Regions from separate parts of the Zea mays genome. Here all the other regions are linked to region 3. A link is a contact called in public Hi-C data. All regions are on one chromosome and are shown on one strand. Each heading gives the region's core, a stretch centred on a gene start, on an enhancer-like site or on the middle of the called end of the contact. The rest is flanking DNA. Distances are from core to core; before and after follow the strand shown. Region 1 overlaps LOC109943097 (a long non-coding RNA gene). Region 2 holds the start of LOC103641221 (DNA-directed RNA polymerases IV and V subunit 2). Region 3 has its middle 19 kb from the start of LOC103641222.

Evidence for each region. Hi-C and Micro-C count contacts between places; a contact is called where the count stands out from the background.
Region 1: a contact with region 3 is called in a Hi-C map of tassel, with 2.7 times the contacts expected there. The contact joins two enhancer-like sites. A contact is called at or near these places in 5 of 25 Hi-C or Micro-C datasets (ear, leaf and tassel).
Region 2: a Hi-C map of tassel shows a contact between it and region 3, with 3 times the contacts expected there. The contact joins the promoter of LOC103641221 here to the enhancer-like site in region 3. A contact is called at or near these places in 5 of 25 Hi-C or Micro-C datasets (ear, leaf and tassel).

What each region holds. Positions count from the first base shown.
Region 1 is chr10:74,823,052-74,825,885 of Zm-B73-REFERENCE-NAM-5.0, reverse strand. It overlaps LOC109943097 (a long non-coding RNA gene), which reads left to right. Exons shown (of 2, transcript XR_002265720.3): 2 at 1,139-1,656. Among protein-coding and RNA genes, the nearest start is that of LOC109943097, 7.7 kb to the left of the region's middle. Within about 2 kb of position 1,310, at least 3 of the 20 cell types and tissues checked have an H3K27ac peak or open chromatin away from gene starts, as enhancers often do. A contact at or near this core is called in ear and tassel, where this site is marked.
Region 2 is chr10:74,235,499-74,238,266 of Zm-B73-REFERENCE-NAM-5.0, reverse strand. LOC103641221 (DNA-directed RNA polymerases IV and V subunit 2) reads left to right here and starts at 1,434. Exons shown (of 8, transcript XM_008664582.4): 1 at 1,434-1,775; 2 at 2,762-2,768.
Region 3 is chr10:74,538,317-74,541,016 of Zm-B73-REFERENCE-NAM-5.0, reverse strand. No RefSeq gene overlaps it. Among protein-coding and RNA genes, the nearest start is that of LOC103641222, 19 kb to the left of the region's middle. Within about 2 kb of position 1,401, at least 16 of the 20 cell types and tissues checked have an H3K27ac peak or open chromatin away from gene starts, as enhancers often do. A contact at or near this core is called in ear, leaf and tassel, where this site is marked.

The sequences.
Region 1 (2,834 bases), core at 61-2,560, 280 kb before region 3:
CAAAAAACAAGATTACTTTTGTTGCGCTGACTCAAAAAACAAGATTATTTTTAGTATATATGCTCACCTATATACTCCTAAATAATCTCCTTGATGTTGCCCTTTTAATGCCTAGAACCTGCACCCAAGAACCAAGTCAAATATACTGGAATCAAATTGTCCTCGATTGCTCACTGACATCAGAGCGATCTAATATTCCATCTTACTTTTAAATTGCCAACAATCATAGAATGTAGAGCAAATTATAAAATTTTAGTGTGCAATCATGTTGAGTTTGAAAATGATGAAAAATGATTCCAGAAAAACGCTAAACATGAACAACAAATGATGTTGATTCCATGGCTTCAGTTAGTTTGTCTTTGTACGTTTTCACCCTTTTATTAGATTGTGTTATGGTGTGAAATTATTGCTCAATTAGTTCTTATCATTTGTAGTTGGGGGTCATATTTTTTCTTTAAGCGCAGTCCTGAAAATAACACATTCATTATTCTAATTATGTTGCATGCTACACATTTAACATTTACCTTGACCTTATACACATAAACACCCTGCACCTTTGTAGATCTCCTCATCTCTTTTTATTGACCTTGTACACCTAAACACCCTACACCTTTGTCAGCTTTCTTGGCTTCAAGATACCCGGCTACTCTTGATGCAACTTTGTTTGATTCAACTAGAGGGTCAGATAACAATAGGCATATGATAAACTATACATATACCACCTAATGTCATCTCTTGAATCACCAACAATGTTTGTTTTTGATTCCTATAGCTGACCTTACTGCCAAGACAATTGACCTGTATTTGGGATCTCATTGTTGTCCACCTTGTCATGTCTTCACCAAACAACTCAATGAGGTGTATAATGGCATTAGGGTGATTTTTAGTAGCTGGCACTGCTGGCATCACTTGGGATTGGTTCATTATCTGCTAGCTAGGGAAACTGAAGCCATAGAAAACATTACAATTGGTGACAAGTCCTGTGATGTTTAATAACGCAATGTAATACTATCTAATTCCATATATTTGTTACAAGGTCTGCTATCACTTGCTTATTTGTTGCTATCCTTATCCTGCTAATTATTGATTTGATCATTACCTGTCACCTGATGGTCATGTATCATGTTTTCTCTTGCAGTGAAGCTTTCTATGTGTTGGCAGATAAACTGAGCAGTGAGGGGTCTTGACGGTAGCAGAGTAGGTCCTGGCTGTGTTGGAAGGTAAACTAAACAGTGAGGGGTCCTGACGTCTGCAAAGAGCACTGAGAAAAGGCACATGAGGGGCAGTAAGAGGACAGCAGGTCCTACTGTTGTTGGAAAATAAATTGAGCAGGTGCTGGTGGCGGCTATAGAAGAAGGCACGAGGGGTGGCCAGAGGAGAGCAGTTCCTGGTGTGCGTTGGAGAGTGTTAATTACCTGTGTGTGTACCTGAGGCCTTTAGTTGTACACCACGCTTTTGGAGCAGTTCCTGGTAGGCGGCTTGGCTGCTATTTGTACATTACTTTTGGAGGCCGCTGGTTCTATATATGTGACGATGTTTGGAAAGTGTCGAACATTTCTTACACTGTCGTGATACTTTTCCTTGTATTAGTTTCTATTTTTGGAATGCATGTATATATCATATTTGAAATTATCTAGAAAGAATTATTTGCCTTTACTTTTCCTTGTATTAGTTTCTATTTTTGGAATAGATGTATATATCAAATTTGAAATTATGTGAAAAGAATTATTTGCCTTTGGAATATCAAACATTTCTTATTACCTAACGTGACATTGCTTTTGCACATATATAACAGACTTGAAATCTTTATGCAATATCTAATAGTTTCAACCTTTTGAAATGAAAGGATAAATTATGGCCACAAATTAAATTCGTTGTCAGTTGACAAACAAATTGCAATCAAATTATTTTTGTTTGCAAATGGCAACAACATTTTGCAATGAAATTTAAGTTTATCGCAACAAAGAAAATATGTGGCATAACCGCCATTGCAGCAACTTTTCTAGTGGTAGCAATAACATCGTTCTCTTGCAACGAAATTCATCACTATTGCAATGTACGAAAACAGTGGCGAAAATGTGCATATATTGCAACTAGTTCTAACGGTTGTGACAACAACTATACATAATGCAACGAATTTACTACTGTCGCAATATCCAGTGTGGCAATACGGTGCTTGTCCAACATCTTTTCTAGTGGTAGCAATAACATCTTTCTCTTGCAACAATACTTACGATTAGCGCAACACACAAAAGAAGTGGCAAAAAATGTGCATATATTACAACCACTTTTAAAGGTTGTGGCAATATCTAACATCTATTGCTACAACTTTAGTGTTGTTGCACTATCCGGGGTGGCACTATGGTAATTTTGCAACAACTGCTCTAGTGGTAGCAATAACACATTACTCTTGCAACGGAAGTCATGGTGTTATCGCAATGCACAAAAATGGTGGTAAAATGGTCCATATATTGCAACCACTTTTAAAGGTTGTGGCAATAACTAACACCTAATGCAACAAAAAATAGTGTTGTTGCAATATCTGTCGTGGTATTAGGGTGATTTTTTTAGTAGTGTTGTGGGCGTGGTTGTGATACGGATTTGAGTCTTGCGTGTGTTGCTCTCCCCAACCTTACTTTGTGCCTTCTTTGTGATCTCTATTGTAAGGGCGAGAGACTCCAAACTGTGGAGATTCCTCGCACACGGGAAAAGATACTAAAGGAAAAGAACGTGGTATTCAAGTTGATCATCGGATCACTTGAAAGGGGTTGAGTGCAACCCTCGTCCATTGGGACGCCACAACATGGAAGTAGGCAAGTGTTACTTGGCCGAAC
Region 2 (2,768 bases), core at 185-2,684, 300 kb after region 3:
ATTAATGTAGATTAGATTGCAGCCAAAAAAATACCTAACTTTTTTTGTTGGTATAAGTCACGCCAAAGATCAAAAGAACCGAAACGGCAATCAGCGGTAAGCCGGCAACAATACATGTGCACCCTAGACTTTTGACCAGCGTCATATGATCTTCTATGCATCACATCTCACCACCCCCCCCCCCCCCCCCCCCCCCCCCCACAAAGTTGCTATTTAATGCTGGATTTGAACTTGATTTACTTGAGAGTGACTTCTTTTCATGGTAGAATAAAATAATGTTTTTATGTTGGCGATATACTCTACTAGATGCAAATGTGATTCTGGAGATCAGGAAAATTTTAGCATTGGTCATATTCCTTTCAATGTCATTATAAATTGAAATGTAATTAGTTGACCTTGACATTTGCTAGGCCAACATTCGCTAGGTGGCCTGATCTAAGTGTGGAGTAATTGGGCAGTTGTAGTACAGATTTTACGAGAACCTGACAAGGCGGTAACAACACCATAACAGCGGGGGATGGTATGAAATGATCTCTACTCTTATTTAGTTGGGGGATGGAATATTAAGAGTTTTTTGTTTGGTTTGAGAGATAGGTAGAGATGTATTGATCCCTGTCTTTGTTTGGTTGGAGGAATGAGACCGAGGCATAAGGAATAAATACACATGCATGGGATGTAAGAAGCCTCGTCTCTTGGGGGAACAGACTCATCCATCCGATTTTAAGGGATAACTGAGAACGACAAGAATTGAAAGTATTCTCCTATGATGGCTCTGTCACAATCCTGACTATAAACCAAACAACCTTATGTAAGGATTATGTCATGTTATTATAATCAAACACACCCTTATATAACATTGTCGTATGTTCTTAGGGTGTGTTTGGTTCAGCGTTTTGAACTTGTCGCCAAAGGGACTCAACTTTTCTATAGTTGCTTTGAAAAAAGCAACCTTTTTAGTATAAATGTGGAAACACCTTGGACCTCGTTTTTTGCTGCTTATCGAAGTTCATTATATTAATAAATAAATATGACAAATAAAAACTAAAATATGATTAAAAATAATTAAGTGCTATAATAAATAAAATTAAATATTTTTAATAAAAATATTAAAATGGAACCGTAAAATTGATATATTTGTAAAAATATTAGGAACACAAAAATGAAATCGATTTTTTAAATTAGATATATTGATTAAGATATATAGTTAGATAAAGTACATATAAATAATATATAATTTTATTTATAGTGGATAGATCACATCAATTTAAATAAAACGACTCATAGCAGCTTTTTCACGACATACAGCTGATACAAACTTTTTCTCAGCTGAAAAAAACCGCACCCCAGGCAGCGGACGGGCCAGCAGGAGGGCGGCGCCTGTCCAGTCCAGAGCTGTGAAAGAGACACTGACCGGTAGGACCCAGCCAAATGGGAAGGCACGTCAGAACAGAGCCGCAAAGCTGAGCACCAGCGGGCAGTTGCGATTGCTATTGGTGAAACGCAGGAGGAACTCACGGCCCGGGCGCACGGCCACGGCGAGCAAAGAGAGCGTCCACTGTACTGTACTCCCTGCTTCTGTTCTGGTTGCCTGCCTCCTACAGTAGCATATAAAGGACAGCAAAAGCACACTCGCCTCGCCTCGCCTCTCCGGCTCTCCCGTCCTCGGTCGCAACGCGGCGTGGAAAACCCCAACCGGCGCCGGTGCGGTGCCTGCACCGCGCCGTAGGGTTTCCGCCTCGCCTCGCCTCGCAACCGGCGATCGCCGGCGCGCAAAGGTAAGCCTCTCCGTCCTCCGTCCATTTCAGCGCCCCGTTGCCACGGCCATCTCGCGCTCACACCGTTCCGGTCCGCCTGCTGCGTGGCGCAACGCGGCGTTTCCTCTGCTCTCATGGGCCTGCACTGCCAGGACTGGATCGCTAGCTCGCGGCATGGGCTGGTGTGGTGCACGCGTCTCCCTCGAAAAAAATAGACCGCTTTTTTTTCCGTTTCTTTGTTTGGTTCGCGGCGAGTGCTTTGGAGCCCGTGCTCCCTCGCCGCCAGCCGCGCGTGGTTTTGGCGCTTCGAGCATCGTCGACGTCGTGGCCTTAGGTGGACGGGACACCCCGCCCCTGTCCTTGTTATTTTGTGTGCGTCTCATGGCCGGGGTGTGGTTTTGTGTTGCTAGTGCGGTGCTGAATTGTTGCGGGGTTTTGGTGGTGCCCCGTGATCATTTGATCGGGACGCGTGGTGGCGAGCCCTCTTCTGATTTCTAATTCCTAAGATGATGGAAGGTTGCGAACTCGCCATACGTGATGATGTGGTGGGCCTGCCTGCCCAAATCGCCATAAAAAAAGGACCAGAGAGGGGGACAGTGGTAGAAAAACGGTGCATTTTGCTGGAAAATCTTTTTTTCTTTTGGCGTGATTGGTACTGCTACGCCTGTAAGGTGCTCCGTTTAGGTAGAATTCTGTGAAGTGGATGTCTGATGTGTCAGTTTTTTATAAAGGCAGCGTCTTTGCGCATGCATCTGCCTGAGAAATTAACCTATTGCTGTTTCATTTGCGGAATGCCAGGTGGAGCCCTGGGCGCACATCTTATACTGACCTATCTCTTTTGGTTAAGAAATTGAAAAGTTGTGTCCTTACACAAATCGTGTATGGTTTCAGTGTTTGTTGCTGAATGAATGCCATGTGGATGCAGCTTTTCTGATCTTCTGGTTTCAAAATTGTGCAATTCCATGATGACTGTGCTGATTATGTTGTTTCCCTGTTCTACTGTAAAGGAAGGGA
Region 3 (2,700 bases), core at 152-2,651:
GTATGTTGGGCGTGATCCCACACCAAAAGTGAAGTAATGGCTGTCCAAAGTTGGACTTTCAGTCTGCGGTGACTGAATCAACTGTAGCTTTGGTCTAGTGTGATTTTCCAATTTTTTTGGAGCTATTTTGTGACTAATCCATGGGGTATAAAGCCATAATCCTTATGACAAGTTGGTAGAGGGTTGTTTGGTGGACAGATTCCTTTATGTGTGCTCCCACTGTTGCTATGGAAAACTGGGAGATCAAAGGGGAAGAAGTAGAGTATGCAGTCAAGTAGTAGCAGTTCAGTGCTGCTCCAGAAATATCTGAGAAAAAAATATCTGTAGCCACTATCTACTCGAGGGGCTTCTGGTGTTTGGCATCTAAGGAGATTTGTTACTGAAGGGGGGTACTTGGCACCCATGCACACACATAGAAGTGATGAGGAGGTGGTAAACTTATCCAAATGCTGGCTGGGCTGTTTGCTGCTGTATTGCTGCTATCCAAGTGTTGTTAGACACCAGTACTATCTCCCTGTGTCATGCCTTGCGTAGTAGACATGCAGAAGATAAGTGAAACATATTACCCCTTGTTTTCCCCTGCTAGGTTCCAGTCTCGCCACAACAAACAGGCTCTCCTTGGATGGCTTGCCATGGTCTTTAGTAGTACAAACAGAGTCCTGCTATGCTCCTGTTATTCAACTAGCAGGATCATCATGCCTGACCATTCCTCCATGCCTTGATCAAGCCCTCAGCTTTTCCCCAGCTCATGTGTTGCTTTGCAGTGCCTGAACCGAAGCTGCCCCTGGAAGTGGTGACCACATCCACCGAAAACACCACTTCGCCGTGGCCGGACCACCTCAGAAGTTTGCAGGCCTGTATAATACATGTTCCAAGATCTCTTTGGGGTCACTAGAGCTCCCTGTGTTGGCAGCGTTAACTCTGCCGTGCTCCGTTGTGCAGAACGTGTTCGCGACGTTGCGGAGCGCCATCAAGATCTACCCCATCATCGACCGGTCGATTCACGACTTCTCCGAGCCAGCTTATGTGAGCATCGTGTCTTTTGTGGTCTCCTGAAACTTGTTGTGCCGTTGGTTTGAGCGCTACTGCGTTGTGGCCGGGGAATCGCGCTCGCCGGAGCTCGGTTTCCGCCACCACCGTGGTCAACGGTGGTTTGAGCCGTTTTGATCCGATTAGCTTTGGGGATGTGTTCGGCTAGGTGCTGGTATCGCGCGGTAGTGCTTGGTCTCGCCAGAGAGGGTCACCATCGGGGGTTCTACTCGGGTTTTGGCTGGAGCTCGTCGGCGGGGAGTCGTGGCCGAGGAATTATAAAAGGAAGGAAGTGGAAGGGTCTACGTGAAACTGTCAGCGACCCAGGTCAACAGCGGCTTGGGCTCGATCTAATTGCTCTGGGTGGAGGGGTTTTTGTGCAAAGATGCCAGCGCGGGTGCGGGCGGCCAGCCATGGGCCAGTTTGCCCCGGTGCTCAGGCCGAGTGGGCCAAATCCGGCCTAGTGGCTATTCATCTGTTTCTTTTATTCATTTGCTGGCAGCTTGTAAATTCCATTAAAATTTGTAATTTTTTTTAAAAAAATATGAAACAAATTTCGTGGAGCTCGTAAAAGTGAGGAGTTGCTGTTAGAGTTGGTTTTGGAATTTTTAGGGCAGTTAATAAATTTAAGGCCATTTAAAAGTACTTTGGGATGGATTAAATGAAATCTAGAAATAGAAATATAGCTCAAAAATGCTGAAACTTTGTGAGTAGGTTTAATATGTTTAAAATATTGCTGGATAAAATTTTTAGTGTATTTGGATCTTGTTTTCCTAGAGAACCTTGAAATAGCTAAAAGAGGAAATATAAAAGCCACCCTGTTAATATATGTTGTAGCGGAGTTAGACCCTATAAAGTGTTGGGTAGCAAAATTCAGTGAACCTTAGTATGTTTAGTCCTCTGATTTGTCCAACTAAATTCAGTTTAGGCATTTAGATCAAATGTTAAGTTAGGTATAAGTATAGGTAAGCTTGTCATGTGCTTAGTTAGAGATGTTTATGTTCCCCACCTCTCCTTTGTGAGAGTTTGCATATCATATAATTACATAAGCATTCTTGTATTGGTAATTGACTTGTAGAACACCTAGAAGAAGTGGTGTTTGAAGAAGTCTGTCCCAAGCACTGTTGATCCAGTGGTGGAGACCCATCTAATTGTAGAAAGGTTTGGATCTTCTCTGCAACAAGGCAAGCCCCGGTGCATTTGCCACGTTCCTTGTATTTACAAAATTTTATCACTTATATGATGCATTAGGTGATAGGAGTTGATTGATTAAACACTTGATGCATTAGCATTCCTTGAAATAATTGATTACCATACCTTGTCACTTGTTTTATAAAAGCTAGAGATGCTTAATCATGCAGATAGATAAAAAATGTTTTTGATCTATGACTCATAATTTTCAAAAGAAAAATGGCTTTGGATAATGAAGACATCATCTACAGTGATGAATTCATTATCCAAGCATGGCCCCTCTGTCATGTGCCAAATGTTTTGAGAAATAGCATAAATAACTTGAGGCTGGGCGGTTGACATGCATCAGAACGGAGTCTGGTTGTAGTGTCTCCGTCTGTGTCGATTAAGGACCGTACCGATTGTAGGCCTGTTGATCTAGGACCTTTTAGCTGTCCACATACCTCGTCATGGGTAAGCTTAAACCTGGCTATTCCATAC